Linked DNA regions of Zea mays: all the other regions are linked to region 1. Evidence: chromatin contacts called from public Hi-C data. All regions are on one chromosome and are shown on one strand. The core of a region is the stretch at or near the end of the contact, and the rest is flanking DNA. Distances in the headings are between cores, read along the strand shown. Region 1 holds the start of LOC100383648. Region 2 holds the start of LOC542127 (UDP-glucose-4-epimerase). Region 3 holds the start of LOC100281653.

What was found. Hi-C and Micro-C count contacts between places; a contact is called where the count stands out from the background.
Region 2: a Hi-C map of leaf shows a contact between it and region 1, with 6 times the contacts expected there. The contact joins the promoter of LOC542127 here to the promoter of LOC100383648 in region 1. A contact is called at or near these places in 2 of 25 Hi-C or Micro-C datasets (bundle sheath and leaf).
Region 3: a Hi-C map of leaf shows a contact between it and region 1, with 4 times the contacts expected there. The contact joins the promoter of LOC100281653 here to the promoter of LOC100383648 in region 1. A contact is called at or near these places in 9 of 25 Hi-C or Micro-C datasets (bundle sheath, ear, endosperm and 4 more).

Annotation. Positions count from the first base shown.
Region 1 is chr1:59,902,372-59,906,768 of Zm-B73-REFERENCE-NAM-5.0, reverse strand. It overlaps LOC100383648, which reads right to left and starts at 2,388. Exons shown (of 4, transcript NM_001176293.1): 1 at 1,658-2,388; 2 at 1,340-1,540. The coding sequence starts at 2,260.
Region 2 is chr1:60,114,350-60,118,746 of Zm-B73-REFERENCE-NAM-5.0, reverse strand. It overlaps LOC542127 (UDP-glucose-4-epimerase), which reads right to left and starts at 2,198. Exons shown (of 9, transcript NM_001111759.2): 1 at 1,843-2,198; 2 at 861-910. The coding sequence starts at 2,037.
Region 3 is chr1:59,726,682-59,731,078 of Zm-B73-REFERENCE-NAM-5.0, reverse strand. LOC100281653 reads left to right here and starts at 2,110. Exons shown (of 7, transcript NM_001154572.2): 1 at 2,110-2,608; 2 at 2,744-3,028; 3 at 3,114-3,431. The coding sequence starts at 2,297.

The DNA.
Region 1 (4,397 bases), core at 1,139-3,638:
TAGGGCCAACAGTTTACATCACTTGGAAAAACACTCCCAACAAGCACGAAGGACACAACCTCCAGCTAAAACCTTAGAGACAAACTAATTGTTGGACACCAAAAAAGGTCTAGCGGACGGTCCGCGGTCCGGACAGTCCGCGGTGATGGCGCGGACGGTCCGCGCGTGCGCAGAGTCAGTTAGGGTTCCTAGTTTCTCGTGGGATTTGTTACCTAGAACCGCGGGATTAACTCGGGAAACAGTTTGAAGCGGATCCAGACCTCCCCCTTTATATAGATGAAGGGCTACGGCCGATTGAACCCCCAACAATCGATCAAATAAAATCTATTTCTCGTTTTTACCTTATGCAATTAGGAATAGTTCTAGTCTAGTTCTAGTTTAGCCTCTAAACCCCAAATTCTCCGCTTCTCTTCGACTCTACGTCGATTAGAGGAGTCTAGGTCGGTCTGCCCGAGCCTAGACAACCCCTAGGATCTCTCCTCCCCGACGGGGTCCCCCCCGGGGGCGAGATCCAGGCGCCGCCGGCGACCTTCGCTGCCCCTGCGCACGCGCGGACCGTCTGGCCCGTCAGGCAGGGAACCCTAGCCCTGCGCCAGGCCGCGGACCGTCCGCCTCTGTGCAGAGAGCACCGCCGCCGGTTCGTGTTGAGTGATTGGCGCCCGAAAAAGGCGTCAACACTAATTTAAAGCAATCCTATTCGAAAAGCGTCAACCAAAACGAGCAAAGATATCCACGACCACCGTTTCTAACCGGCGACAAGCATTCTTCAACAAGACGCCATCAGCTTCACATTTGTTGATGGGTATCGGTATATCACTTAATGGAAAAGATCCGGCAGTTTCAGAATATATACATTCCTCATCAGATAGGTATCGGTTCATCACTTAATGGAAAGCATGTTTTGAGCATATATAACTATATGTTGTAGATTATGCCATCTATGGTTTCTGCCATTGAAATGGAAATGCTTCAGCACTAACTTGTCTAGGAAATGAGTCATACCCCGTTTGGATGTAGATATTCAGGACTGGAATTGGGAATTGGAATCAAGATTTCTGAATTCTACTGTTTGGTTGTTAATGAATTCTGTTGTTTGGTTGTCTAATGAATTCAAATGAAAATGTTCGCTGCAGCGGTGACTGAGGCGGCTGCCGGCTGTATTTTTTTAATACAATGTTACTGTAGATTGAACTGCAATACAGACAGCCGCAGCCGCTTCTAGCTAAAAAGAACCTGGCTAGATGTCTACATCCATAGTTTTAGTTCGTAAAAAACAGGGTATCATAAACAGATTCAGGTACCCAGATCAAACATCGCAAAGAGTAGTCATGGTTGTAACCTCATGGTTGTCCTCTGTTCCAAAATTGCCATGTCCAGTGGCATACTGTGGTGACGCCCAGGAAGGGAACTGGTCTCCACCAGCTTGCTCTGCCTCCTCACGACCTGCTGATGCCTGCATACCGCCATCAGACTCTGCGAGCTCCCCCAGCTGCCGAAGAATCTCCTCGTTCACCTTCCGGTCCGGCGAGATGCTCCGGTTCTTGTGCATCGGATAACCAGTCGAGAATTTAGGTCACAGAAATCAGAGTAAAACGTAGACATGACTGGTAAACTTTAGTGGGGCAGTGATGTATGGGGAAAAAAGCATTGCTACTACCTTGGGCGAGGGCGGCGTTAGGAGGGGTTCGAATCCATGGCAAGGGGTGGTGGGCACGATGAGATCCTCCAAACTCAGCACCTGGGGCTCCTCCCAGATGTTCCACCAGGCACCATCTTCGGCGGCCGGCTTGTCGAAGAGGGGCACCGCGAGGAGCGCGGCGAGGTCGCTCGCCGGAGGGCACCCGGAATAGGGCTGCACGGCGCAGCGGTCGTGGAGCGGCGGGTCACCGCCATCCCGGTGCCTCCCGAAGTCGCAGTTGGAGCAGAGGAAGGCGGAGGTCGAGGCGCGGCGGAAGACGGCCCCGGCGGCGCAGCAGCCGGCGCAGAGCGGGGCGCGGGCGTGGCGGGAGCAGACCCCGTTGGCGCCGTGCACGAGGCGGTCGCACGGCAGGCAGAGCCTGGCGGAGTCGGCGCGGCAGTAGACCGCCGCCGCCGCGGTCCCGCAGTAGTCGCAGGTCGCCGCCTCCGCGCCGGCGCCGTTGCCGGCCTCCGCCTCGCCGGGTGCGGGTTTCTTGGCCTCCTCCGCGTCCGCCGGCTCTGGTTCATGGTCCCGCCCCGCGCCCAACAACTCGTCCCGCCGGTCGTCGTCACCCTCACCCATGCCGTTGTTGTACTGGCGACGACAAGCGCTAGTGACTGAGTGCTGGATCGTGAGACTGGGCTAGAGTAGTAGGATGAGACGGTAGTCTGCGCCTCTGCGGAGTGGTGGAAGAGACGGGCCCTGTTTCGCTTCCGTTTGCCCCGACCGGCTTTGCTTGGGGGATAAGAAGGTGGAGACTGGACTGGAGCGAGAAACGTGAGCGCCGTAAATGCTGAAAGGGACAGCCTGAAAGGGAGGCGCAACGCACGACGTCGACGAAGGACGGAAGAACGAGAGCGGAGAGCCAGAGGCTCGCCCCGCCCCCTGTGCCTGTACCGTCTACCGTGTGCTGCTACTTGTCTGCTCGGCGACTCCCCGCGAAGGCGCGAAGCTTTGCGCTGGACTGGGCAGGTGTCCCGTCATCTCGTCGGTTACCTTGTCACCGCATCGGCCATCGGGTGTACGTGACCGATGACTCGGTGACCCCGCACAGGCACGGCACGGCGCCGACTCGTGATCTTTGCCGCGAGAAGCTCTTTTTGTTTCTCGACGTGATGGCAGTTGGCAAAGGCACTCGGGACGAGGTCGTAGTACCTACGCGCGCAGCGGCGCAGGGAGGGAGGTCATGCGGTGTGGTCGCTTTCGGAGAGGGGACAAGGACGAAGAGAAGGGGTCGCAATGGTCGTTGCTCGGGAGGGTAGGGCCGTAGGGGAAGGAGAGAACAAAAGCCACGGAGCAGCAGCAGCTTCGCCATGGTTCGACTTCGACGGGGACGGGATCTGGGAAGAGAGCAGGTGCACTTGTCTGGCGGGAAATATCTGATGTACGACCCGGCGGGAGATGCTGCCGTTGGTGGACAGCTCGGCGGCAGCGGAACCCGCGGGAGTTTCGTGACGTCACCAGTGACGATTTCGTCCCTCGAGTTTGGGGGTGGGGCTTTTATTTTTACACTACAAAAAGATAGTCTTCTATTTTTTTGTTAACGACTACTCAATCAAATGGACAAAGGAAGCTCCACATTGATTACTCTGAAAAAAGCGGTTGTGTCATGTACAAACGGTTTAGTGAGAATCACTAAAAGTTGTTTCATATATATTTCACAGTTTCATCTTAAGGCCGCTAAAAGAATGTCAACAGTTATTTTTAATTTTGCACTACGTAGAAATCCAGCTTTTAGAAAAAGTTATTTTCTAGATTGAGTCCTTTGGCTTGGCTTATGAAGATCAAAAACCAAAAGCCAAACAAAACACACCCTGAGGAACCAGCCTATTCATATGACATTGAGATTACTTGCAAAGCCAACTTGAAGAAAACCATTTGCGAGTCATGACTTCCACATACTACACACATGGATCTAAGGAACATGAAAAAACTCATATACTATCATCAAGTAACGCAAAGCTCAAGGTGGTTCACCTAAGGGTTAACAGGCCCCATATAAATCTGTATCTATTTGGTTGGTGCCTTCGTTTAGCACTTTTTGTGGCGAGCAAAACTAAAATACATTTACGATTGACTATAATAGCATCTATACCCCTACATGAATTTTGTTGATTAATAATAGCATAAGATTATTGAGATTATGTATGTTTTGCACAAACAATATGGGTGAGGTCACGCTAACGAAGATTGATTAGGCTTATGTAGTTTTCGTGTCCTCTGTTGATGGAAATCAATTGTCGGTTTCAAATGATGCGCCAGAAGGTTAAGCATCGACTAGTTCTAAGTGTTAGTGGAGTTGTTGGACTCTTAGAGTAGTGATATGACCTTTCTTTAGCCATACCATTAATAGGGCATGAGCAATTGAGCGGGTAGTTTGATCTAGGTAAGCCTGGTTAGGAGTGGTGTTGCACACTTTCGATAACAAGTGCTAAGTAAGGCCATAAGAAGTTTGAAACAAACCCCATCTGAAAAACGATCGAAAAGCATTTAGAGTCACTTGTTTCATCAATCTCAACATCATGCACTTCAACTATGGCATATGTTCTGTTGTGGACTATATGTTTTGCAATATGTAAAAATATCCAATAAGAACCTTCATCATATTTCTTCTCAATCATGCTCATTCTTGTGACTTCCTTGAGAACATAGCTGTTGCAATCAAAGACTACAAAATAAGCAATATTTGGATTCTTGCAATCAATGTCTCATATGGTGT
Region 2 (4,397 bases), core at 949-3,448, 210 kb before region 1:
GTTTGCTGTGAATAATGAAGATATACGTGCATGCGGCACAAGCACTGGAAAGTGGAAACAGTTCGCTTTCTAAGCGGGCGGCAGGTTCGGCGATTTTTAAAACTAACTCGGGAATAATTCGAGTCAGTTAAACTGAATAAAGAAGACGGGCAGATTCCAGCACCAGCTCGCCAGGAATCGATTCAGGTCAATTGAACTGAATCCAATCATTTGACACCTCTGGAAATGCAAGCAGAGCTGAGCGGCAGATTCGGCAGGCAGGTACGGCGACAGTTAATTTGATTGGCAGGTGTACAGGTAATAATAATAGTATGTAATGAACCAAACAGCAGAGGCGGCATCTGCTTCGAATAGATAGATAAAATAATGCCATGCTACTGCGAATCATTAGTGGCAATCGTCGGCGGCCACGACTGGACTCGCAGCTGTAGTAGTAGTAGTCGCGTAGAATGCCGCTGGAACACCTTAGGGCATGTACAGTGGAGAGACACCAAAACGGTTCTTTAAGCACAGGAGACAACTAAGAGACTGTATTGTACAATGAAGTGTCTACAAACGTAGTCTATTAATAAATACAGAATTAAATGTATTTGTATAGCATCAGATCGATAGAACAGACGACAAATTCGTACAGTGGGAAGTGAGGCGTCTGTTGCTACTTGGTTTACGAGCCAGAGGCGTCTCTTCACGGAGAGACGGCTCTAAGATTTTTTTGCAAATAACCCCCTTAAACACCTTAAGAGCCTCCACATTAAACACCACTGTACATGCCCTTAGAGGCCACCCATACAAATGTACTATGGCAATTGGCAAACAATGCGATTGGTTCCATCTCTTGGGAATTGGGCGTTGTCGGTTACCTGTGCGACGAGAAGATGTCCACCAACGCGTGCCTGTCGCGAAGGTCAACCTGCAGAGGCCGAGGTAGCAGTATTGATTAGAAATATATATAAAAAAAATTGCGGGCGTGGAGGTGGATATAGTTAGGCGCTAATGAAGCGGCATTCGACGACGGAATGAGTGGGACGGAAATGGACGATTGGAGTTAGGCAGGTCAGCTTCGATTCAGGTTTGGCTGCGCGCACGGGCTGCGAGTAGGCTAATGGTTGACCCGACCTGTGGATCTGGGCAGAGGCAGAGGCAGAGGAGGCGGCAGAGCATAACGAGGCGAGGCCGGCACGACGACGCGTTCCATGGTGTATTTACTTATTTATTAGTGTAGAAGAAAGAAGAAAGGTATTTGTATGTGGAAGGAAGGCGGAAGGATAGATACAGGAGAGAAGGGAAACAAGAAAGCAACGCGTGGCGTGTATGTGGGTGGTGTTACCCATTTCCAGTTTCCATCCACTAGACTAGAGGGCACGCCAGCGAAGACCCGGGCGGCGCCCGCGGCTTTCGCGATGGAAACCCAAGGAAACGAGTCTCGATAGAGCTAGGAACTGCTGGTGATACAGCAAAATGGTCCTTAACCGCCATGGGAAGGCCTGGCCTGGGACATCTCATCCAAAGCAGGAGAGAAACCTTCCCCACAAATCAATATCTGCCCCTATATTTTTTTTTCGCATTGATTGTTGATTCGCTGAGATTTTGCTACGAAATCAAATAATGAATGAATGGAAACGGAACAAAAAAAATTAGTAAGGCTGGAGAACTCCGTTACTAGCAGCAGTTCGTGGAGAAGTAAGTAGGATCAAACATACCACATAAAATTCCATCACTAGAATCAAACCCAAACATTTTCTACCGAGGAGGAAAACAGGGGGAAAAAAGCCTGACTAGAAAGTAGAAACGGAACTAGCACTGGGGCAGGGGTAGGAAGCAATCACGCGTAGGGCCGCGCACCTTGTGGAAGACGAGGTTGGCGCCGTCGTGCCCGGCGAGCTCGGCGACGCGGGCGAGGGCGGCCTCGGAGGCGTTGTCGAGGTTGTCGACGACGACGACGCGGAAGCCCTGCTGCAGCAGCTGCAGCACCGTGTGGCTGCCGATGTACCCGGCGCCGCCCGTCACGAGGATGGTCCGGAGCACGGCGGACACCATCGTCGGTAGGCCCTCGGATCGCCCGTCACAGGGATGGGATGATGGATGTGTGTGTGTGAGAGAGAGAGGGGAGAGGATGAGTTGTCTGTGTGCGCGCTCGCTCGCACTGACTGCCGCTCAGGGGAACGAACGAGATCGAGATTGCCGTGCTTCTGTTTCGCAAACCGCTCCGGCGCTTCCCCCATTTCTTATATAGCCGCTCGCCCCGGCCCCGGGCCTCGAGGGCCTGCGCCTGCGCCTGGGCCAGCCGAGGGCCGGGCGCGCGCGAGGATTCGGGAGTCAGCCACGCCACGTCCCTTACGAAACCGCGCAGATTTTTCTCCGCCTCGCTCGTGATTCCCTATGAATGATGCGCGCTGCCACGCCACCCCGCTCTCGCCCGTCCAGGTGTACAGTACAGTACATCCATCCACGATTCCGCATCAAGTCAACCATATCAAATCCAAGCAACTCATAACCATAATCCAACGTAAACGCGATTTGCTTCCATTCAATTTCTTCCTCTAAGTGCACGTCTAGCATCTTAGACAATCGGTTTATTTTAAATTTAATCAAATATATTAACAAACTAGTGATGCTTATAGTACTAAATAAATATTATTAAATTAATTACAGCATATGTTCTTTAGGCTAAATTTACTTAAAGATATGGATACTATTTTTTTTTCTTTTATAAATCTAGTTAGACCTAAATCAATTTGACCTTTTGAGGCGTGGTCAGATGTGCTTTTGTCTTTAATCGACGGAGTACATAATTGCTACCTACGGCAGTGGCGGACGCAGAACAAAATTCTATGTGGGGCCGACAGTGCATGAGACAAATTATCATACTAGACCATAATTATAGATTAATGATAATAACATGAATGCTAAATAATAATATCTAGTGTTTCCAAAAATGATATGAATACCAAAAACATTTTTGGCTACCTAAAGTAGAGCTAAAGAGAGAAAATAGGTGGACTGACTGAGGACGAGGCACTAAGGCAGAGCAGCCGCATCGGCGCGTCGTTCTGGAGAGTCATCAAATTTGTCGTGAGATGGCGTTGGTGAGACGACGACAGGTGCGAGGAGCGAGTGCAGGAGGCGAGGTAGCGATAGATGACGGTGACGGCAAGCGACAGCCATTGTCGTGTTGCGACGGCGCGCAGAGACCCTAATGAGTTAGCGAGAGACAGGTGACGCCATGATCCCACCAACAGCTTGCCCATCTGCTGATGCGGACTAGGAGGCAAAATATCAATGTTGTGTGCAGGATCCCGATGAGTCGACGAGCTGATGGGTGATGAGAACGCAAGGTGAGCTGCAGCGTGCGGGTTAGGTCACTGACTTACTGGTCAGTCGATGACCGAATAAGTGAGTGAGTCACGAGTGGGCTTGCGCTAGGGAAGAGAATCAAATGGCTCAGTGAAGAGTGGACTGAGCAGTGAAACGTCGAGAAAAAAATAGATCAAAATCTTAGTTTTTATTAGATTTGTCCACGCTAACTATACAAAAGTTTGTTTATTTTGCTGTGTACCTAAACCTAGGTATAAGGGGTTAAAAAAATTGAGGTGGGGCCGTGGCCCACCTTGCCCACCCCTTGCATCCGCCCCTGACCTACGGCACACATGAATAACTCACGTTATTATGGAGATTTTATTTCCATAGGCAACAAATACATATAAATTCACTCCACGTAACTCTTATTTAACGCGTCAAATTGAGAGGCCGGACGGTCCGCGGTTCGGACGGTCCGTGTCTGTGGGCCGAACGGTCCGCGCAAGAGCAGAATAGATTAGGGTTCCGAGTTTCTTGCTACGTTTGTTGGCGAGAATCTCGGGATACACTCGGAATTTTGTTGGTAACGAGTCCAGCCCCCTCTATAAAAGCAGAGGAATACGGTCGATTTAATCAATGAATCGAACCCTCAATCAATACAATTTACATTTATTCTTAGGAGTAGTTCTAGTCTAGTTCTAGGTTAGTCTTCCAATCCCCAATTATTCGCTTCTCTTCGACTCTACGTCGATTAGAGGAGTCTAGGTCGGCCTGCCGAGCCTAGACATCACCTAGGATCTCTCCTCCCCGACGGGGTCCCTCCCGAGAGCGAGATCCACGCACCGCCGGCGATCTTCCGCCGCCCCTGCGCACGCACGGACCATCCGGCCGTCAGGAAAGAAATCCTAGCCTCGCACCAGGTCGTGGACCGTCCGCCCCTGTGCAGAGAGCACCGGCGCTGGTTCGTGTTGAGTGATTGGCGCTCGAAAAAGGTGTCAACATACTTTTTGGCGACTCCGCTAAGGACAACACATCTAGACCCATCAAATCGGCCCTCAATGGCCGGTTCAAGGGATAGTTCTGAAGTCTCCCCCAGCAAC
Region 3 (4,397 bases), core at 861-3,360, 180 kb after region 1:
ATGCATATACCCGTGCCCGACAATTCTTTATGACTAGACACATATAATTCTAATTATTCAGTAGATTAAACAAGAAATAAGACAATATTGAAACAAATTATGTATGACTATAATGTAAGTTGAAATTATTCGAACTCTATAACACAAGTTCATTGCCTAATCATATCACTAACAGGTCAAGACATAAAAAGGTGCACAATATAATTGAGCTGGATATATTTTATTCACAATTTTGTAGGTTCAGATAACATAAGAACGCACTCACATCCACAAAACGACGGATACTACTTTATTCTCCTTAATAAACTCATGAATAAGTAAAATATTGTGGTATTGTCATCTATCGCCGGGCAACGTAGTTCCACGAGGATACCTTTGCGAGGAAGATGATTTGCTCCCAAACCATACTCTGAAGGGAACGATGGTGGGGCAGCCTCACATTGCAAAGGAAGCTACTCCACAACGAGCAGGAGACAAAAAAAATATTTAGACCATGTTTTGTTTAACTTTTGCTACAAAAAATGTAACACCAACCAAACAAGTAAAATGTGAAGTTGCTTTTCTAGAACCACCTATTTTCGTTGCAGCACCTTAAACTCTACCTTTTGATTTCTTGCTTTTCTAAATGGATGGAAATACAGAAATGTTTCATTGCCATTTTAAAAATCCCTTTGTCCCCCAAAATTATAAATCACACTTCACGAGGAAGCAAATAATCTTAAAGTTGATTAAGTTTGTAGAAGACATTATCTAAGTTTAGACCTCAAAAAGGATTTATTATAAAAAACACATTTCATGATTAATCTAACGATATTTCTTATGAATAATAAACATCAATATATTTTTATACGTATTAGGTTCAAATTACTTTTTTGACTTCTTGGGAAACGAGAGTTACTTTCTTTTAGTACGAAGGGACTAGTTGTTTCAACTAAATAATTTATATTTTTCTCAGCAAATAACTCTAGTTTTTTTATAGCATAAGGCTGATCCAAACTAACCCTAAGCTAGATCCAAAGTTCAATACCCTTGTATGTTACTCCCCCCGATCCATCGATTAGGGCATATATTCTTTTGGCACGATCTTTAAAGCAAAACTTTGACTATTTATATCTTTCAAAATATGTCATCAATAAATACAAATACAAAGATATCACTTGTCTTAAATTACTTTTTTATATGAATACACATATAATGCATGCATATACTATATATATATATATAAATAAATTATTTAGTTAAATATTTAAAAGGTTGACCTTTTCCAAATGCATATGGAGAAAATATTATAAAAAACGGTAAACAAAGCATTTTTAAAAAGTACAAGACAAGGCGAAGCATTTTTTTTTACTAGAGTATCTTTTGTGATTTCATATGTGAGCTGCTCCCTTCGTCTGCTTGATTTAGATGTTCTAATCCATTTGGCTTGTCGCGTTTGTAGTCCCAGTATTTTATTCTCAACTTGATTCGAGGAGGCGCCTCATCCCTATGTCGGCGCCGTACTGTTCACCTCGTTAGGGCTTGCTTTGGGGCCATGTGGATTAGAGGAGATTAGTATAGATTGAGAGGGATTTTGATTTTTTAAGATTAAAATCTAGCATTCCTCTTCAATTTATATGGATTAGGGTCTATCTAGCTGGAAAGTATATGTTATTATGGAGATACGGGAAAAGTAAACCCATCTGTTCCACGCAAAAAGTCTACTCTTAGAGCATCTCCAAGAGACTAGTTAAATGGCTCAGCAAGCCAAATTTTAGCTATTCAACAACAAAATAACTCTCCAACAGACTAGCTATCTGACTCGTCAAGCTATCCGACTCTCTAAATTGGCTCCCTCACTAGTCAAATTTGGCTAGCCACCTGACTAGTCAAACTAGATAGATAATCTGTTGGGATAAAGATGCTACATATAGAGTATAATCTTTATGAAAATGTAAATAGAGAGTTAAATAGAGAGTCAAAAATGAAGATTCTTTTGGAGATGCTCTTACATGGCACGGCCGCATGAGCACATCCACGTCATGTCCAGGCGAGCGAGGCATGATCCGGATTCCGGACGGACACCGAGAAAAACGAGATCCATCTGCTTTCAGCAGCTGAGCTGAGAGAGTCAAACCTTTCTCCGGAGTCCGGAGCACGGGCACACAAGGCAGAGCCGCAGAGGCACGTCCAGCTCTCCTCCTCGGTCCCGGTCCCCTCCCCGGTCCACACTCCATCGCGCCCGCTGCACTCCACTCCCTCTCCCCACTCCCCAACCCCAGCTCCAGAGCCACCGCCGGTGACCAGCAACACCCTCATGGGCTGCGTCCACGGCCGCCCCTCCACGCCCAGCCCCGACCACCCGCCGCAGCCGCCCGAGCCGCCAGCCCCCGCGGCGGCGCAGGAGGCCACCGGGAAGGCCGAGCAGCCGGCGGCGCCAGCCGAGAAGCCGGCCCCACGGGAGAGGCGCTCCCTCTCGCCGCGCAGCGGCCCCGGCCCCAGCTTCGCCAACAGGGCGCGCGGGGAGCAGGTCGCCGCCGGCTGGCCCGCCTGGCTCTCCGCCGTCGCCGGCGAGGCCATCGACGGATGGACCCCGCGTCGTGCCGACTCCTTCGAGAAGATTGACAAGGTACGTTCGCGCGCCCTCCCATTCGCATTCGCATTCCCCCGGCCCGCCCGCGTTTCGTGGCGCGGCCATTTGGAGTCACCTGACAAAAACCTTCGTTTGCATCTCTGTGGGCTGCGCGCCTGCGCCGCCGGGCAGATCGGCCAGGGCACATACAGCAACGTGTACAAGGCGCGCGACACGGTGAGCGGCAAGATCGTGGCGCTCAAGAAGGTGCGCTTCGACAACCTCGAGCCCGAGAGCGTCCGCTTCATGGCCCGCGAGATCCTCATCCTCCGACGCCTCGACCACCCCAACGTCGTCAAGCTCGACGGCCTCGTCACCTCCCGCATGTCCTGCAGCCTCTACCTCGTCTTCGAGTACATGGAGCACGACCTCGCGGGCCTCGCCGCCAGCCCGGAAATCAAGTTCACCGAGCCACAGGTCCCCGACCACCGTTACCGCACTGCATCCGCAGGGTGCCATCAGGTTCACGCACTCACAGCGCAAGCGCATGAATGGAACGCAGGTCAAGTGCTATATGAATCAGTTGTTGTCGGGTCTGGAGCACTGCCACGACCGGGGGGTGCTGCATCGCGACATCAAGGGCTCGAATCTGCTCCTGGACAACAATGGCATGCTCAAGATTGCAGATTTTGGTCTCGCGTCATTCTTCGACCCGGACCGTAAACAGCCGATGACGAGCCGGGTGGTGACCCTATGGTACCGGCCACCCGAGCTACTTCTCGGCGCAACGGACTATGGGGTAGGTGTGGACCTGTGGAGCGCAGGGTGTATCCTGGCCGAGTTGCTCGCTGGGAGGCCAATTATGCCGGGGCAAACAGAGGTTAGCATAACGTCCTTAACTGTCCAATATCTCGATTAGATATTCTTTACATTTGGCTGAATTCCAGTGAAACATAGCTTGCCTCGTACTCAGTTCAGGATTGAGCGTAGTTCTGTTTGGTTGGAATTAAATTCTATTCTAATAATTATAATTTAGACAAACTAATTGAGTTAATATATTTATTTATGTAATATATTTGTATGTTATCCTAAAGGGGTGTTTGGTTTCTAGGGACTAATGTTTAGTCCCTACATTTTATTCCATTTTAGTTCCAAAATTGTCAAATATAGAAACTACAACTTTATTTTAGTTTCTATATTTAGCAATTTATAAACTAAAAAGGAATAAAATGAAGGGACTAAACATTAGTCCCTAGAAACCAAACACCCCTTAAATCATATCAGATAGATAGTTATACACTGTATTTATGTTATAGAGAAATAAGTAAAAGAATGTGCTATAAATTATACATTAGAAAGTAACATGTAAATCTATAGAATTAATTTCCATCTCTCGCACCCATGAATTTAAGATAGGCTTATATATACACTTTGGAAAGTTGTGGAATGTCACATTCTAAAAAAATAGCCTATTGCATTAGTTAAATTCCAATTCCTCAAAATGAAGGGAAACAAACGGTCCTTTATAGATTTCGAAAAAAATTCCATTTTGAGTTGCTGGTTCTGTTATGGTCAGTGATGGGGATGGGGCTGCACTGAGTTTGTCTATCTTCATCAGCATACTCATCTCCATCTCTCACTTTAAACTCCACTCTGTAAAATAAATAGTGCAATATACAATGCAAAACAGTCTTTTACATGGCCATATGTACAATTTGCTGGCCTGCTTCCCGTTTCCTCACCCCATGTCCAATACCAGACAGAAGGGGGGTGAAAACTGAGAACACCGTTGTTCATCATAGTTCTGTGACTTGTGAGGAGGACTGAGAAGAAACCAGAGGAGAAA